Linked DNA regions of Callithrix jacchus: region 1 is linked to region 2. The links are chromatin contacts, called in public Hi-C maps. All regions are on one chromosome and are shown on one strand. Each heading gives the region's core, a stretch centred on a gene start, on an enhancer-like site or on the middle of the called end of the contact. The rest is flanking DNA. Distances are from core to core; before and after follow the strand shown. Region 1 overlaps CTSH (cathepsin H). Region 2 overlaps RASGRF1 (Ras protein specific guanine nucleotide releasing factor 1).

The links. Hi-C and Micro-C count contacts between places; a contact is called where the count stands out from the background.
Region 1: a contact with region 2 is called in a Hi-C map of induced pluripotent stem cells, with 1.9 times the contacts expected there. The contact joins two enhancer-like sites. A contact is called at or near these places in 2 of 3 Hi-C or Micro-C datasets (induced pluripotent stem cells and skeletal muscle).

Annotation. Positions count from the first base shown.
Region 1 is chr6:29,149,909-29,154,297 of calJac240_pri, reverse strand. It overlaps CTSH (cathepsin H), which reads right to left. Exons shown (of 12, transcript XM_002753365.4): 4 at 3,328-3,398; 5 at 2,612-2,716; 6 at 137-223. Among named protein-coding and RNA genes, the nearest start is that of CTSH, 9.9 kb to the right of the region's middle. Within about 2 kb of position 2,182, at least 3 of the 16 cell types and tissues checked have an H3K27ac peak or open chromatin away from gene starts, as enhancers often do.
Region 2 is chr6:29,073,181-29,077,151 of calJac240_pri, reverse strand. It overlaps RASGRF1 (Ras protein specific guanine nucleotide releasing factor 1), which reads right to left. Exons shown (of 27, transcript XM_035304032.3): 15 at 1,153-1,526. Among named protein-coding and RNA genes, the nearest start is that of CTSH, 67 kb to the left of the region's middle. Within about 2 kb of position 2,386, at least 4 of the 16 cell types and tissues checked have an H3K27ac peak or open chromatin away from gene starts, as enhancers often do.

The sequences.
Region 1 (4,389 bases), core at 933-3,432, 77 kb before region 2:
CACAAGGCTGGCGCATCTGGGTCTGCCTGAATCAGCGCCCATAGCCAATGCCCCAGGGAGACCAACAGTCAGGCCTGCTCTGCAGCAGGCTGGGGTGTCTCCTCTGCAGGAGGGGGCCCGCGATCTGATTTCTTACCAAGGACAGCATCTTCCCAGTTGCAATGGCGATCGCAGACTCCAGGGCCCCCGTGGTGGAGAAAGTCCAGCAACTGCCGCAGGCACCCTGGAAAGACCAGGGGAGGGCTGAAGATGTGAGTGACAGGAACACCGTGGGACAGCCCTGCCAGAGTCCCAGAGTCTCCACGTGCCTTGACAGTTTACAAAGCCCTATTCCAAATTGGTGCGTTCTGAGGCTCACAAGTCCTGAGAGGCTTGCAAAGGAGCAGAAGCAGCAGGCGGCCTCTGACCAGCGCCTGTGGACTCCCAATCCCTGCCCCTTGGTGGCCAATCTCCACTGTCCTACGAGGACCTGAACACCACCCCATTCTGCAGTCTTCTGGCCCTCCTCCTGCTCGATCTTCAGCTGGCTCCTCTTCTCCCCACTGTTCCCTGCAGAAGGATGCCCCAAAGTTCCGTTTGTAGAACCTTCTCTCACTTTTCCACCTCGAGTCTCACTCCGTCCACAGTCCTGTTAAACTAACAGCTCCCTCAACCCTAGCCTCAGTGCTGACCTCCACTCAGTCTCAGACATTCAACTCACTGCCAGACGACGCCACTCAGGCAGCCCTGATACCCCAGACTCTGGGGGACCCGCCCTGTCCACCTTCTGATAGTCCATTGCTGCTGCCCAGCCCCCTTATTCACACCTCCAGAATAAGATGAGGGATGGGGTTGGGGGCTGTAGCCGGCCTGCCTGGGTCACATTCCAGCTCTGCTATACACCAGGTGGGTGACCTGGGCCAGTCACTTCCCCTCTTGAAGCCTTGACTTCAGTGCTTGTAAAGTGGGAATGGCCAGGGCTGGTGATGGTGGGACATTCGCAGCGTTAGGTCAGGTCCTGCTGGTCAGGCAGTCCCCCGGGGACACAGTGCTGGCGGCTGCTGTTAGAATTTCTCTCAGGCTCATCTGTTTCCTCACCTGTTTGGATCTATCTCCATCTTGTACTTGTGAAATGTCTCCAGGCCCCCTTCCTGCCTCCCATATCATCACCCCAGGTTCACGCTGATCTCCCCCAGTCTCTTCCTTCACATCCCTCTCCAGCTGGTGAAAGGAGGGGTGAGACCGTGCTCACTGCTGAAAGAGGCGGGTGGGCTGAGCCTCGGGTGCTGGACTTGGGGTAGGGGCCTGGTTTTGAGTCTCCATCGTCAGTTACTGACCTTGGATCTCAGGCAAACCTCCCTTCCTCTCAGGCTACCCCTCCATCAAGACAGAAACTCTCAAGGGGGCTGCTGAGCTGATGGATGCTGTGGGGGCTGCGTTCCGTCCCTGTCCCCACACAGCGGCCACAGTAAGAGATGGCACACATCTGCGACAGGAAGCACCTCGTTCCACCCCCACCCAGCTGGCTTGGTCCTGCCTGATGGCCCGGGAGCAGTTAATAGGAGGCCCTGGAGAATTCCTGCTGGACCTCCCCTTCCCACCTGTCCAAGTGTGAGCAGGTTGAGGTTCCCACCCTACTATGTGATGCTCTCAACTGTCCTTCGGTTCTCAGAGGGTCTAAAAGCAGCCTTAGGGCCACAGGGGCAAAGGCAGCCTTCTACCCTGCCTCCTGCTGCAAGGGGAGTTTTGCTTTGGCTCTTGGGTGCTAGTTAAACATCCAACACTTGGCAGGCTCCAGGAATGCTATGAGCCTGGGAGGATTCAAAGCTATGCTGTGTGGCTTTTTGGAAAGTGAAAAAACATTGCTCACAGAGAATTTCGATGGAAAGCCAGGAGTTTCCAGGAAGGAAACCTTTCCCTCATATTTCCTGGACTCCCGAGATCCGTGTTTTTCTAAAGAAGGCCGAGACACATTCACTGCTAGGGGAGGGAGGGGCCACAGCAGGCAAGGAGAACAGCGGGGACAGGGTCCAAACTCTCCAGGACAAGCCTGCGCTGAGACCCTCCAGCTCCCCCATGGAGGAAGGTGGAGCGTCTCACCTTGCCAAGGCCACTGTGCCCTGCAGGGGCGCTGTGCCACACAGCGTGGGCCACGGATGCCAGCCTCTACTCTGAGAAGCTCATTGATGCAGGAGACTTGGACTAACCAGAGGGTGGCGGCCACTCAGTGCAGGGGCTGGACCCCGGTGGCTCGGAGAGGATGGAGGCGGGAAGAGGAGATGCATGGGGTTCTCGGATGGGCAAGGGAACATAATGTTTTGGATGGCTCTGTGGGAGAGGCCTGGGATTTCCCCGGGAAATCTGGGGTACGGGGAAGGAAACTCAAGGTGGGTGCTGGAAGGATGGGAGTTCACTTTAGCCCAATAAAGAGGAGCTTTTGCATCCTCCAGAGCGGCTCAGAGAAGTGGCGACCTCCCCAGCCTTTCAAAGGAAGAGGGCTGGAGGGAAGCAGAGGGAAAACAGGCAGGGAGGTGCTTGTAGTGGTTCTGTGGACCTTTTGAGTGGCTCTTCCTGGTGTATTGTCTGGGAGTGTGGCTGTTTTCGGGGAGAGGATGGAGATTGCCAGGCATACCTGATTTTTCACGGGTGAGACAAAATGTCCCTTTTTCCGCCAGTCCACGGAAGGTGGGTAGGGACCAGTACCTCGGAGGTAGTTACTTTTGGTGGCTGAGCAATTCTGGAACAACCAAACACATTATTTCCAGGAAAAAAACCAAAACCCAAACTGAAAACCTTTCTGACAGCAACAAGAATAACTATAAAGATGGAAACGCCAAGAGAGAATGAGGAAGGCTGCAGCTGTCAGAGCCTTCCCTCTCTTGTCTACGGGTCCCAAATGCTAAATGGCATCTCCCCTTGAGGGTCCAGAGCATTAGCATAGCATAGATGGACGTAGCAAATAAAAATACAGCTCACCTAGTTAAATGTGAATTTCAGGTAAACAATGAATAACGGCCGGGTGTGGTGGCTCACGCCTATAACCCCAGCACTTTGGGAGGCTGAGGCGGGTGGATCACGAGGTCAAGAGATCGAGACCATCCTGGTCAACATGGTGAAACCCCGTCTCTACTAAAAATACAAAAATTAGCTGGGCATGGTGGCACGCTCCTGTAGTCCCAGCTACTCGGGAGGCTGAGGCAGGAGAATTGCTTGAACCCAGGAGGTGGAGGTTGCAGTGAGCCGAGATTGCGCCATTGCACTCCAGCCTGGGTAACAAGAGCAAAACTCCGTCTCAAAAAAAAAAAAAAAAAAAAGATTCAGATTTGGTTGCAATGAAATTATACCTACCTGAGGTTCTGACCAAAGGTACTTGCGTTTTATTTCAGCAAAGCTCATGTCTGAAAATTGGTTCACTGCCACTGAAAAAAGAGAAGGAGAAAATAAAAACAAAAACAGAGACAGTGAGTGACTCACTAATGAAGAAATAAGAAACAATGATGAAAGCTCCTGTTTACCTGTGTCCTCCCACTGCGACTCATCTCCTTTAAATTTCTGTATTTAATATAATTCAGTTCACTGAGGTCAGCCCTCACGGTGCTTCTAAAACACCTGGGGAGCTTCTCAATGGTATAGATGTCTGGGCCGCACTCCAGAGATGCTAATACAGTTGGTCTCGGGTGGGGCCTGGGCACTCACTTTTTTAGATACCCCCCTGGTGAGTCTGGTAGATGGCTAGGTAAAGAACCATTTCACCAGTGCCGGGGCCTTCCTGCCTGCTGCCTAATTCGGTCTCCACACAGTCCTGGGACGGGGTGTGTAATCATGTTTGCCTTTTTTTCTTTTCTTTTTTTAAAGACCGAGTCTTGCTCTGTCTCCAAGGCTGGAGTTGCAGTGGTGCGATCTCAGCTCACTGTAACCTCTGCCTCTCAGGTTCAAGCGATTCTCCTGTCTCATCCTCCTGAGAAGCTGGGATTACAGGTGACCGCAACCACACCTGGCTAAGTTTTGTATTTTTAGTAGAGATGGGGTTTCACCAGGCTGGTCAGGCTTGTCTTGAACTCCCGACCTCATGGGATTCACCCACCTCGGCCTCCCAAAGTGCTGGGACTACAGGTGTGAGCCACCGCACCTGGCCTTATTTCTGCTTTACTGCCCATGTTAGCATCCCTGAAGGTCACATGCTAGGACAGGGCAGAAATGAGGTTCAAGCGCAAGTTTCCTTCCAGCTCATGCTTGATGCCTATATTCCCGATTTAGTCAATTACCAACATTTCTCAGAGTCCTCAGCAAATAACGCTGGACGTGTGTGTGGGTTTCTAATGAAATTAATTAAGAGTGAAAGCAGATGTTCCCAGGGGCTGCTCACTCATGGGCTCAGAGCATGTGTCTAAAGAGGCCCCTGCAACAATG
Region 2 (3,971 bases), core at 1,137-3,636:
TGCATGCACACACACACATAGAGTCCGGCACACAATTAAGTTCATGGGCTTCTGAATCACTCGTCAAGAAGCCTGATTCAAGACGACTTCTCAGGACTGCCTTGAGTTACATTTCAGAATGTGAAATAATGAAATTTTTGGTAGGCCATTTCCTTGGCTGATGACTGCACCACGGTGAGTGTTACTTGGTATTGAGCCTGATGGAGGATTTATCTTGCCCCAGGTGTGCCCTCTGCTTGGGGGTGCCCTCTGCCTTCTCTCTTGCCAGCTCAGAGGAGAGAAATCCTTCTCTTGAAAGCCTGGGGCATCTGACCAGCCCTGGGTTGCATGTGGGTGTGTGCTGTGTGCCCGTGTTCTCGTATGCTCACCGGAACAATGCTGGTGGCATCCAGCATGTGATCTGATCTGATCTAAGGCAGAACCAGACCTGACGCTTTTAGAACGGTCAGGAGGAACCCGAGAATAGGGAGGCTCCAGCCCGTCCTGGCATCATCTCCGGCCCCCGTCTCACACCCAGCATTCCAGATCTGCCTGGAGTCTGGCTGTCCCGGAACATACAAGGCCTTTTCTTGCTCCTTAGTCATTCACGTCCTACTCCCATGGTCTAGAATGTTCTCCCTACCTCTTGATAAAAATCGAGATCAAACGGTTCTTTCAGGAAGCCTTCTCTGACGCCTCTAATGGGGTTCCTGCCCCAACCTCTGCCTCTCGAGCACCCCCTAACACACCCCATCCATGTCAGGTGTCCACACTTCGGTGTCTGCTTTGGGTCCTCAGCCAGACTGAATCCCAGGGGGCGGGAGCTACTGATGACCTCTTCCTTCCTGAAACCTGAATGGGCCTGGCCCAGGCCACATCCTCAGCAGACAGGGACAAACACAGGGATGTGGGAGGGTGCTGTGGTCGGGGCAGGGGGATGCCTGAAATGCTCATGATGGGAACTGACGCTCATCTACAATGGGGTGATGCCCTGGGAATTTCTGCCTGCCTCCCCTTTCACTGCACCTCCCCGACTCCATGCTGCCTCCGTGATCTGCCTGGTGGGACCCCCTTCCTTCCCCAGGGGAGCAGGAAGAGCAGCCCCGAGGCCCTGCTGGACCAGGCTGAGCCTCAGCAAGGCTGGGAGGCAGATTCGACCACACGGCCACTCACTCTGCTTGCTGAGCACTGAGGGGTCTTCGGGCTTCTCAGGGGTTGTATCGCCTTCATCTGGAATCTTGTTGGTGAAGCTGCTGGACACGTAGAGCTTGCTGGTGTCCAGCGTGGCCTTGCTGAAGGGTGACATGGCCGAGTACATGCTGGTGTAACCGTTGGCGTTGCAGCTGAGGGCGGCCAGGTCCAGGGCCTTGCCGCCGGTGATGATGGGGATGTTCAGGGAGAGCTTCCGCCGGCGGCTGGGTGACGACGTCTTGGTGATGGACAGGGGTGGTGGCGAGGAGAACTTGCGGGTGGCGCGCGGGGACTTGGGGGGGTCACCGTACAGAAGCTTGTTGTTCTGGCCGCTGGCAAACAGGAGCTCCAGCGACCTGTGGGGAGGGTGGGGTGAAAATGACAGTCAGCGTGGGCCTGCCTGCTTGCTTGGGCCTGGGGGCTGTCTCCTGTGGGGCGCGGGGTGGCAGCAACAACTCCCTCATTCTCATGATCCCTGAAACCCAAACCTGAGCTGATCCTCTGAGCAGGGACCATGTGATTCAATGGCCTGGGGCCAAGGGTTCTGCTCTGGATGGTTTGGGAAAGGATGTGGGGATTTTATGCTCCCCGCACCACCCCTTCAGGGCAGCAGCAGCAGCATCTGTCCTGAAGTACTGAGGGTCCCCTGACCTGCAGACTGTGCAAAACCTCCCTCCATCCCACACAGGGTCTGCGCCCGCCTACACACTCTGACCTCATCCTTGGAGAGGTCCTCAGGCATGTTTTGCAGAATGAGGAAGCTGAGGCTGAGAGACAGGAAATGACTCATCTGATGCCTCCTGCTCTAAACCCAGGGTCCTTTCCACCTGCCACCGGGCTTGAGCGGCCCTACATGTAAACTTTGGGGAAGGGGATGCTGAAAGTGGCCCCTACCATCCTCATGACAGGGCTCCACCTCTGGCCAGGCTGGAAACAGCTAATACATCCAGAACATTGCAAAACACAGCTTGCTCCTCCAGGCTGTCTGCTCCACGCTGACACAGGACAGGTTTATCTCTGAACCCTCACTGTTGCCTCAGGATGTGGCATTCTTATTCCCATGTCACAGACAGGAAACTGAGGCTCAGAGAGGTTAAAGGACTTGGCCAGGGCCGCAGGGTTGGGGAGCTGGCTCTGAAGCTGCCTCTGTTCTGCGGGGCACTGCCGCTGGGACAGGAAGGGCACTGTCTGCTGGGCCCCTGGGAATGGTCTTGGTGGCTTTTAGGGAGTAGATCCTTCCTGGATGGGATGTTTTCTGCTTTCTCAGAGCCCTGGGAAGCTGATCACTGAGGTCCCGAAGTTTGGGGCAGAGAGGCGAGATGTGCCCTGACCCAGTGAGGCCTGAGGTGGGGGCAGGAGGAGGGAACAGAAGCGGGAACGGGTGTATTCTGGTTGCTGCTTTGCTCTAGCAGCAGAGGTGTGGTTTGGGGGAGGGGTGATGAGGCTCCTGGGGAGCCCTGGGGAGCCAGTGTGATTCAGGAACTCTGCTCCTGGCAGCCCTGGAGCTGACAGTCTGGTCTCAGGTGTTGCCTAGGGTGTTGGTGGGCGGGCAGGGAGGAAAACGGGGGCAGGGGGGAAGGGGGCGGTGCTGAGAGCCTTTGAGCCTCTGAGGGCTGGGATGGGCTGTTTACAACTGGGGTCTGGGTAGGTGGCATCTCAGAATAAGATAATCACCTGCCATTCCTGGATGGGCCCCTCCCAGAGCAGTGAGGCCCATCAGGGGCCTGAGCCAGACCCCTGAACTTGGCCTACTGAGGGGAAGCCTTGGCCAAGTCCTTCATCACATCATCCCTCACTCCCCCTCTGTTAAATGAGGATTGATAACGGTATTCCTGATGCATCTCACCTGGCGCTGCAGCCAGGGCTTTGCTTGATCTGACACTCCCTCCCCTAGTGACTTGCTTGGTACTGACCTTGGCCGGGTAAGATGGGTGTTCAGGAGTTAGAATGGTAATTTACCAGTCAGCAAAATCCTACCAACTTTGAAGTTCTGAGCCAGGCCCTGTGCGGTGGCCTCAGGCCTCCCTCCATGTGGCACAAAGTTTATGATCCATTTGCCCTTAGAATTCCCACCTGGCAGCGACCCTGGGTTCATGGTGATTCCACCAGGCCCCTTGAGGCCTGACCAGGGCTGGGGCAGGCACTGGAACACAGGTTAGTGCAGGGAGCGAGGATAGGAGGGAAAGTCTGTCTTGTCACCCAGACTCAGACAGGAGCAGTACTGAGACCGGGGCCCTGGGTTCAAACCCCACTCAGCCACTGACTCCTTGGAGGCCCGGGGAAGTCTCTGCGCCTTTCTGGGTCCCAGTTGTCTCAACGGCAGGGCTGAGCTGCCATGATGTCATTAGGAAAGATGGCCCTGAAGCCAGGCTAAGGTGGTCTGCATTCCTTATGTTGACTCACCCAAGAATGCCATCGTTTCTGAGTGGCCTAAGCAGAGCAGGGATGAGATTTCCTTCTCTCTTCCTTCTTTCCTCTCTACCTTTTATTTTATTTCTCCCTCTCCCTCTCTCCTTCTGTCCTCTCTCCCCTCCCCTCCCCTTTTTTTCTCTTTTTTTTTTGAGATGGAGTCTTGCTGTTGCCAGGTTGCTTTGCAGTGGTGTGATCTCGGCTTACTGCAACCTCTGCCTCTGGGTTCAAGCAATTCTCCTGCCTCAGCCTCCCCAGTAGCTGGGACTACAGGCACATGCTACCATGCCAACTTAATTTTTGTATTTTTAGTAGAAATGGGGTTTCACCATGTTGGCCAGGATGGTCTCGATCTCTTGACCTTGTGATCTGCCCATTGGCCTCCCAAGGTG